3 separate regions of the Pan troglodytes genome follow, and regions 1 and 3 are each linked to region 2. The links are chromatin contacts, called in public Hi-C and HiChIP or PLAC-seq maps. All regions are on one chromosome and are shown on one strand. Each heading gives the region's core, a stretch centred on a gene start, on an enhancer-like site or on the middle of the called end of the contact. The rest is flanking DNA. Distances are from core to core; before and after follow the strand shown. Region 1 overlaps NEK1 (NIMA related kinase 1). Region 2 holds the start of CBR4 (carbonyl reductase 4). Region 3 holds the start of SH3RF1 (SH3 domain containing ring finger 1).

Region 1 (3,033 bases), core at 466-2,965, 470 kb after region 2:
AACTCCTGACCTCGTGATCTGCCTGCCTTGGCCTCCCAGACTGCTGGGATTACAGGCGTGAGCCACCGCGTTTGGCCTGCTATTTTGATACATCAATCTGACACGATTTCTGTGAGAAGACAAATCCACAATATTTGATAAAAATTAATTTATCAATAAATTAAAATACATATTAATACCTATTAACGTCAAGCACAGTTCTAGATAATGATATCCAAAATGAATTAGACACAATATTTTCTCTGAGGGGACTGTAAATTAGAAAAGAAAAAAGAACACATAAATCAATCAGTATGTTACAGAGAAAAAAATAAAGAGATAAGTACTAAACGATCTGGGGAAGAATGAAACAAAAAATATAGAAAGAACTAACTCTGTAAAGCCAAGAGGGGCGCCAGTGAGAACAGCCTTCGCAGAGCAGCCAATGGTCAGCCATTCATTGTTCGGGAAGGCCATAAAACACAGATAAAGTAGGACAGTTGTACATTCAAATCCCAAAACACTCACCAGTCCTGTGATTTTTCATTGTCTTTATCCTCTCTGAACCTCACAGTTTTTCTCTAAAATAGAAATGCTGTACTCTTTGCCTCTCTGCTATAGGGATTGCATGAGATAATTTACGTAAAGTACACATCTGTGTACCTAATAAATAGTAGCAATTGTTATTTATTTGGTTTCCATTAAATAAGGTTATTTGGCTTAAACACTACAAGTCTGGTTTTAGTTCCTGATGAAATGTATTAAGTTTCAGAATGCAAGTTTCTCATCTTTAGAATGCAGACTAAAAACAAAAACCTCCTATCTTAACCATGATCAGAAATTAAAATTTGAGCATTGTGAGAGACAAATTTATTGGCACTTTTATAATAATGATCTTCAGCAGCCTTCAGTAAATGCTTATGTTCTATAATCAAATGCATACGGATCTCTCCTCTGAGTCAACTAAACCAACAGATTAGAAGAACCTAAACAGACAAATTCAGACATGGAATCTAAATAAATGAACAAAGACAGATTACTAACTCTTACAATCACTTAAGAAGACAACTAAGTTACTGAAAATTTATGGGTGGTTCAGGATGACTACTGAGATGTGGCAACATCATTATAAGCTAATGTCATACACTTAAGTAACTTATGAGTACAGTTGAATTGGGCCTTCTGTATAAATATCATGGTGTATTATTTATAATCAGAACCTTAAAGCTTTTCAATATTAACTACATCTTGAGATAAAAGATGATAATGTACTTCAAATTATTGAAAGATAAACCATTACACTAAGCCTTTTATACGGAAAGTTGAGCAAATATGACATATCGCAAAAATTAACTAAGCCAGGAAAACAATATAAAGTTTCATATAAGAGAAAAATATAAAAATTTGGAACAAAGAATGACCCAATTTTATTACACAATTGATCACCCAGCTAAATCTATAATATATATTTCACTCTAAACATACTTTTTCACTGGGTGCAATGGCTCACACCTATAATCCCAGCACTCAGGAGGCTGAGGCAGGAGGAGCACTTGAGCTCAGGAGTTTGAGACCCAGTTAATTTTCTTTTTTCTTGTAGAAATGGAGTCTCGCCAGACCAGTGAGACTCCATTTGTACAACAAATAAGAACATTAGCTTATGTATGGTGACGTGTGCTAAGGGTCCCAGCTATAGACAGGCTGAGGCAGGAGGATCCCTTGAGCCCAGCAGGTCGAAATTGCAGAGAGCCATGTTCACACCACTGCACTCCAGCCTGAGTGACAGAGCAAGACACTGTTTCAAAACAAAACAAAACAAACAAAGCACAGTCTTTCAAAGTTTAACCACAGTTTTAAATATAAAAATGTGCAAAAAAAAAGATAAAACATTGACCTGAAAGTTTCATAATTCAGGTTTAAAAGAAATGCTTTAGAAGCTTTTTTTTTCTTAGCCATTTTTCTCACAAGGTTCAAAAATTTAAGGCTTTTCAACATTGCTTTTATTGTCACAAAAGGTTTTCAATTACCGCTGTAAAACTGTTTCTACTTCACGTGTCAATTTTGCCATGTGCTGAAAAATTAAGCAGCAGTGCCACCAAATGACGAAACTCAAAATTTCACCAAATAGTGAGGCGAGGCTTATAAACACATGAAACCACCAGTCTGCCTACTCTTGATGTCTGCCTACTCTTGATCAATAACAAACATATTTTCATCTTTATGCTGACTTATTAATAAGGATTTAATGTATGCTAGGAAAGTATTAAATGACTTAATTTCATATTTTGAATAGAGTAATTTCACACAGTTTTATACAGCCTAAAGATATATCATGGCCAAATCTTACCAAATTCATATTTAATGTCTCAAAACCTTATCTTTGAAGAACCAATAGTATAAAAGTATTTGTATTTGAATAAATTTTCTTAACTAGTATTGCCATAATGCTTTTATAAGAATATCTAAGAATAAGAACAAGGTAGCCAGAAGCAATGAGTGTGTACACCCTGTGGGGAGCCTTACAGGCGTGCATGGAAAGTCTAAAAATAAGACAAAGATGGAAACAGAAATACACAAGAATTTACATTCAAAATATTTTATCCAACCTAACCAAGACAGAATCTCCCTAATTCTATTTTTCACTGAATTTTAATTCTTAAAACATTGCTACCCTTTTAAAAAACTGAATCGATCTTCCTTACATACTTCATTCACAATATAGCATACGTGATGGCTGAAAACGTAACACTATATTACTTGGCCCTCCCAAAAAAAGGACCCATCATCACATATTGTTCTCCATATCTAAATCCCAATTGGTACTACAATTTTTATCATTAAATATGTCAAAGAGAAAATTTTATAAAATTAGGTATATACTGCCAAAGAATCACAATAGTTAAGGCAGTGATTTTTTTTCCCTTCACTTTTAAGTTCCAGGGTACATGTGCAGAATGTGCAGGCTTGTTATATAGGTAAATGTGTGCCATGGTGGTTTGCTGCACAGATCAACTCATCACCCAGGTATTAAGGCCAGCATCCGTTAGCTATTCT
Region 2 (3,415 bases), core at 555-3,054:
GACCTTGATAAATATGCTTACACCAACACTACCCCATCAAGCCTTTGGAAACAGTAAGCGACCTGGGGAATTATACTTTCTAGATGAAAACCAATCACTCATGGAACACGATCCAAAGAAATGCAGGGCCCAAAAGCATCCTGTGTCTCTCTTACTCTTGGTTTTCACCCGAAGACTTGTTGTGTCCACAACCACCTTTGAAAGCCCAACTAATGGCTTCAATTCAGTCCAGCAAACACTGATGGCTTGGGGTGACACAGTAAGGGTCACCACTCTTCCCCTCCTTTGTTAGAATGGCAAGGAATATGAGCTTCAAGAAGCATTCACTGACACTCTCCCTGACCTGTAACTTACAGAATCTTTTTTCTTTTAGAGAGCCCAATAGTCTCACAACCAGCACTGAACAGGTGATACCAAACCGATCAATAATGTTAACTTAAAAATGAACAGCCACACCTGGCGTCTATAGTCCCAGGTCCTTGGGAGGCTGAGGCGAGAAGATCTCTAGAGCCAGTAAATCAGGAGTTGGGGTACAGCCCGGGCAACATAATGGGAAGCCCTCTCAAAAAAAAAAAAAAAAAAAAAAACAGATACACAAAAACAGTAAGAGCCACAAGACGCACCCCTAGGCCTCTGTTCTCCCCATGCCTCCCTGATAGTAAATGAAGTATAATTTTGTCCATTCTGGTGATTAAACAAATAGCATCTTCGGATCTAACGTCCTATTTCTCCCTAAACTCAATGAAGAGTTATATTCACAAAATGACTAATCCATTAATAATAAGCCGGAAATAAAAAACCCTTAAGTTTAAATGCAATAAAAAAGAATTTGGCAGAACAAAGTTCAATTGTCCATTTGCAAAACTCACCAAAACAATTTAATAACATTAAAGCAAACCAGGTCTATCTCAAAATTGGCTGGTACTCAAAAGGGTTTCTCTATCAAACACTGCTTTGTGCATTCGCGCAGGGCCAAGGCACGGCCCTTGGGCAAAACTGAAGGGAGCCGTTGATACCTGCACTCCCACCTTTCCTGCCTGAACTCCTTTCGGCCCAGCCCTGTCTCCGGGGGCCGAGAACTCGCCCTTTTCCCTACATTAAAAGTAAACTGTTACGTGGCTCTCTCCCACAACAGGGAAGCTCCTCAGCGTTAGCACTAGCCGCAGGGCGGAGGGTGCGTATAGCGGGGCCTCACAAGACTACGAGGTCTCAAAGAAAACCCCAAGTGTTCAGCCCTCGGCGGCAAGCTGCGTGGCCGGCATTCTGCGAGGCATAGGGAGATCGCGGGTTTCTGCACGAGACGCATTCTACCCTTGGAACGGGAGAGCGCCTGCACGCGGCTGCATCGAGTAATCCCAGAGCCCTAAAGGCCAGACCCACTCTTTTTACAAAGGAGATTTTCTTTAGGCGCCTGGACCGCGGCCACACAACTGGACAACTCCAGTTTAGTACCTACCGCCGAGGTCACCGGCGGCGGCTTTGGCCCCTTCCAGGTTTCTGGCAATGACCGCCAGTCGGTAGCCTTTCCGGGCCATTAACTGGGCCACAGCCCTGCCAATGCCTCGGGAGCCTCCAAAAACAGCACACACTTTGTCCATCTCGGAGTCACAAACTCGGAGGAAAGAGGGTAGGGAGTGGGAGCCCCTCTCCAGGTTCCCTCAGGCTTTTAAACAACCGCGGTTCCAAAAAAAAAAAAAAAGGCAAACCGCAAAAAAAAATAACGCCGCTCGACACCTCCTGCAGCCGGACAATAGTAATGCAAGACGCCGTGAAAAGGAGGAAGAGCTCGACGTCGCCGCGTCGACGTCATCACGCACGGACTCTTCCGCGCCACACCTAACAAATACGCCGACGAGAGCTCCCCGCCGGCGGAAGAACGGCCTGGAGAGGGCCTCGATGCTTGCTGGGACCTGTAGTCTTGACGCACGAGAGCAACTGGCGCAGGCGCGCTGCTCGGTGGGAAATGTACTTGTGGCACTGAGGGTTATCATCTGTCCCCGCTGGGTCATATCAGTCGGGATTCGAGCCCCGGTGACCAATCGACCCGGTTTGTTCGGAACTGACAGGGTTGTCAAGACGCTGGGCTTTCCCTGGCAAACCGAGACGACCTGATCACGTAGTTAGAACCCAGAGAAAGCATTACTGGGCATGAGCGGTCGGGGCTCCGGTATATGCCCTTCGCCCAGGTGTTGTTTTGGCTACAGACTTGATGTCCTACCTGTTGAAGAAGTCCCCAAGAATCGCACCCACACCAAAACCTACCCTACCTGTTCCTCCCCCAGGTTGCTGTAGAAATGGACCTCTACCCGCCCAGATGTTACCATTCATCGCGAAGGGTGTCGTGAAGATGAATGCCCTGTCGAACATCATCCAGCAGGAGGTCAAGGAATTTTAACTGAATGATTCAATAGTCTTGCAAGATCTATGAAACAAGCTTCGACTGCTGTAGAGAAACAAAAATGGGTTCCTGCAATTCTAAATAAGATGTACTGGGTGCTCTGAGAGTTAATAAGCTAAAAAACTCAATGTTTGTTACAATTATAGTGTAAACAGAAAGCATTTCTTGATACAATATTATTTTACTAGATTCAGAAAAGTATGAGCCATGGTCCCTACCACTAAAAAAACTACAACCCAGAACTACAGGACTAATACACATGAAACACTAGGAGGTATCCAAAATCATACTTAGTAAAATGCAAAATTATATTAACACAAGAGCTCCGAGAAACTGGAGATCAGTGAAGAATGAAGGGGTGCATGGAAAAGCTGGATTTGAGGGCTGGATGAGGTTTGAAAAAAGGAAAACTAGAGCAAAAAGTCTGTAAATAAGCAAGTTGAGCATTATTTTAAATTTGTTATTCCTATTCCATTTAGATCCAAAAAAAGATTTGAAATGGTTTGCAAAAATACATGAGTATTTGAATTTGAAAGGCAAAGAGGACCACTGCCCCTTCTCCCACAAGGCCAGAACAATAAATTAGGTCAGTGGAAAAAATACGAATAAAGTCATGCTATAAGAAGCTATTTAGTATTAAAGAAGAGATTCATAAACTTAGAGTTTCCTGCCAGCGAAAGCAACAAAGGAAATATAATTACAAGTGGTAATTTCTGTAAGAAATCAGCCTCCTGGTTATGCAGCAGAGAAGCCTGAGCAAAACTCCCTCCTCATAGGTCCTCCTAAATGGCACACTAAGCATTGTAGTAGACAGTGAGCTTCATGAAAAGAAAAAGAGATTGTAAGGCTGTTTTCATAGCATCTATTAGACTTTATTAAAAGCAAATACAATAGGAAGTTAAACAATATAAGCAAACAGTCACACATAAAAATTGTGTCTTTGAAACAATATATGTTTGAAACAATGAGGAAACAAGCCTGAGGAAATTTGGGATGGTGCTATATTATAGTCAGCTT
Region 3 (3,234 bases), core at 641-3,140, 260 kb after region 2:
GTTGTTATCTAGGGGAAAAGTTCATAAAGGAGCCAAGAATCAAAAAGTACCCAAAGTACACTATTCCCTGTCTGAATAGTGTAGCTTTGCTTTGGAATGTGGGTTCCTAAACTCCAAAGTCAACAACTGAAAACAAAACAGGCTTTCTAAACAACGCAAAATTAACCCCTAAAGATATCTAGGGATTCACTGGGCAAACACAAGGCACAGAGTATTACATAATTCCCGCAGCAGGATTTATGAAGTGCAATAAGGAACATAATTTCTTAAGCTCTGAAAGTGGTATCAGCTGCCTTAATAAAGTCTTCAACTCATAGGAGAAGCTGACAGAGGCCATTGAAAGTTTCCTCTACCTGAAATTTACTTTTATATCCAACTAAATTCCCTTTTTTAAGCCACTTTAGCGTTTAAGAAACCATGCCTCATGTGATCGCTCGTGGTAAATGATCCCAATATTAAATACATATGTTTCTTCGCTGTTATTAAAAATAGAACTGTTTAATTTTGCCCAACCAAAAAGAGCTGAAGGTTGACAATTCTAAAAGACACAGATTTGCTTGAAAGCAGCTAAAACAGAAAAGCGCCTTTCAGGGCAGTAGTTGATAAACTCTGAAACACATTTCTGAACGGCCTGTCCTAATCCCATTCAGAAAAGCTGGCAAAATTATCACCAAAAGAATTCGACAATGGAATGTTGGACTGGAAACTGTGGGTATATGAAAATGAGGCCATTCAGGAAAAAGCAAGCCACTTACTGCGCCGCTCTCCCCCCACCGCCAAAATAAATGTAAAAGTGAATGCCCAGGAGAACGGGAGTAAAAAGATTTGGCTGGGAGCATTAACAGCTGTTCTTGACAAAGCCGGAGCGGGGGAGCCCCAGGGCTGCACCCCCGCTCCCACGGCGCCGAGCACAGGTACTCCCAAGCCCGCAGGGAGGCGCGGCGGCCGCTCACCGCAGACACACCCCGGGGCCAGGTGTCGGCGGCACCCGGCAGGAGCCGGTCACGGCCTGGGGCTGCGGCCCGGCCGGTCCCGGCGTGGGGATCTCACCCTACAGCCTCCCTCATCTCCGCCTCCCTTTAGCTCAGGCCGGGGACACAAATCCCTCTACACGACTGCGGGTAGTTTTCAAGGACTTAAAAATAAATGCGCAGGCTTAAGTTGCGAAACTCAGCCCCACAGAGTGCCACGGGGAAGCAGCTTTCTAGCCCAGCCGAGATAAGGCGACAGTCCCCAGAGAGACCGCGCCATCCGGGAAGCAGGGGGTGCTGGGCTGCGCGCGGGGAGACCGCGGCACGGAGCCCTGGCAGCTTCCTGCCCGGAGAAGGCAGAGGCCGCGGGCTGCTCCGCTTCCGCAGGTCCTGATTCCCGGCCCACGGGGACCCGAGGGCGAGGGGAGAGAGAGACCGACCCAGGGCGGGGATGGGGGAATGTCGAGACCACCGCCTTCTCCGCGGCTAGGGGTCCGCCGACGCTGGGTCCCCGTCGACCCCGCGCCGGCCGCGCGCCCTACCTCGCGCCTCGGCTCCTCCTCTTTGTTCGCGGCCCCGCAGCGGCTGCGGCGGCTGATGCAGATGCGGCCCCACCGCGCTCGCCGCTCGCAGTGTCTCTGACGCCGCGGCGGCACCGGGAGACTCCTCTCTGCTGCCCCCCTCACGCGCGCACACACACCACGCCGCCGCCGCCGCCGCCGCCTCCCACTTTCCCAGCCAAGGAGGGCGGAGGAAGAGGAGGAGGAGGCCGGGCCGCAGCCGGCGCCCGGGGCGCAAGGGGGCGGCCCCGCGCCACAGCGCCTTCCCCGGGAGCGGGCGCGGCACCTTTTGGAGCCACCCGCCGCCGCGCCGGCCTCCCGCGCTGAGGTGACCTGCGCCCAGTACCCCGCCGGAGCCCGGGGGCGGGATTGGGGCGGCGGCCTGAGGGGGCGCTGCAAGAGCCTAGAGGATGGGGAGCAGGGCCCCCAGGGGACTACGAGGGGAAGGCTCGGGGACGGACGCCTTCTGCCTGAGGAGAACGCGCCTGAAAAATGGAGCCACCGGACGGGGAGGCGGCGGGAGTGGAGGCTGGGGGAAGCAGGAAGAAGCCCCGGGACAGGGTCCCGCCGCCTCCTCCTCCCCCCGGCGGGGCTGGGCGCCCTGGACGGACCCTTCCTCCCCAGGCTGGGCGAGTCGCGGCGCGGGAGGGGCTGGGTCCGCAGAGGCGGCGGGAGCAGCCCTGGCGGGAACCGATCCCGCTGCGCTTTGCGTCTGGTTGCCCACCCCGGACACTTACTTGGTAGAGTCGGAGCGAAGTGTTGCCCCTTAGGGCCGAGAGCGGCGTGGTGAATCGATGGGGACAGTGCCGCGGCCACCTGTCCGCACCCAGCCGTCAGTCACCCCAGGACCCAAACCGGAGCAAGCCTGGAGGACCGCTGACCCCAAAGCCCAAGACTAGGAAAACGGTAGTACGGACTTCCAACCCAGGCTCGCGGGCTCTGTTATCCCTGCCCTAAGTGGGGAGAATTGAGTCTGACCTCAGGTGGGCTGGCACCGCAAAGCACGCTGAGAGGCGCCTCTTTTATCTGAGCCTGGGTGGCTGCCATCATCGCAGTAATCTTTGTTTTGGTTGCCCCAAGCACACACCTGTAAACCGAAGTGGAGTTTTGAAAAACATCTTGTCCATAGGTTTTGAGGTTTTTCAGTCTCGATTTAGTGGAGAAGCAAGTTAAAATTTTGTCACTGATCTAAAGTTGACATTACTATATTTGCATGTACCATCAATTTACAAAAAGTTATCCCAAATACCCTTCCTCAAAGGTGGGCAGAAACTAGGTGGTTATAAGAAGAAAGGGTTACAACAGATGATGCAAGAAATCTCTGCCCAGCCACCAACTAGGTTTATGATTTGACGAGGAGTCTCAGTTTATCCTCTAGTCTCCAGCTAGGGCCACGGCTGAACCATTCAAGACATAAGGATCACATAAGCCTGAAAAAATTATGACAGCTAACAATGATCACTCACTGTAAATCAGGCACTGTGCTGAACATTTTTCATGCATCAGTTCAATTCTCACAGCAACCCTCTATGTCATCTTTTCTCAGCCTTGTTCTAAATAGATTCATATGCTGAGAGTCATAATGTATGAAAACCAAAAATAATAGCCCACTTCCCCTTCCATTAGAAGTGAGCAAATACATGGGCATTTGAGCTGAGAAAGACGACGGAAGGAATGAATGGAATGGAGAATTTCTAGTCCAG

The links. A called contact is a pair of places that touch in the nucleus more often than the background predicts. HiChIP or PLAC-seq counts read pairs in DNA pulled down with a chosen protein or histone mark.
Region 1: a Hi-C map of stem cell-derived neural progenitor cells shows a contact between it and region 2, with 6 times the contacts expected there. The contact joins the enhancer-like site here to the promoter of CBR4 in region 2. A contact is called at or near these places in 4 of 7 Hi-C or Micro-C datasets (blood, induced pluripotent stem cells, a lymphoblastoid cell line and 1 more), 1 of 1 datasets of contacts at active chromatin or transcription factors (stem cell-derived excitatory neurons) and 1 of 1 other capture datasets (stem cell-derived neural stem cells).
Region 3: a contact with region 2 is called in an H3K4me3 HiChIP or PLAC-seq map of stem cell-derived excitatory neurons, with 17 times the contacts expected there. The contact joins the promoter of SH3RF1 here to the promoter of CBR4 in region 2. A contact is called at or near these places in 1 of 7 Hi-C or Micro-C datasets (stem cell-derived neural progenitor cells) and 1 of 1 datasets of contacts at active chromatin or transcription factors (stem cell-derived excitatory neurons).

What each region holds. Positions count from the first base shown.
Region 1 is chr3:171,164,811-171,167,843 of NHGRI_mPanTro3-v2.0_pri, forward strand. The region is part of intron 23 of NEK1 (NIMA related kinase 1); the gene reads right to left. Among named protein-coding and RNA genes, the nearest start is that of NEK1, 120 kb to the right of the region's middle. Within about 2 kb of position 1,716, at least 3 of the 24 cell types and tissues checked have an H3K27ac peak or open chromatin away from gene starts, as enhancers often do. A contact at or near this core is called in stem cell-derived neural progenitor cells, where this site is marked.
Region 2 is chr3:170,690,154-170,693,568 of NHGRI_mPanTro3-v2.0_pri, forward strand. CBR4 (carbonyl reductase 4) reads right to left here and starts at 1,805. Exons shown (of 6, transcript XM_054683921.2): 1 at 1,457-1,805. The coding sequence starts at 1,598.
Region 3 is chr3:170,951,164-170,954,397 of NHGRI_mPanTro3-v2.0_pri, forward strand. It overlaps SH3RF1 (SH3 domain containing ring finger 1), which reads right to left and starts at 1,891. Exons shown (of 12, transcript XM_517530.8): 1 at 1,514-1,891.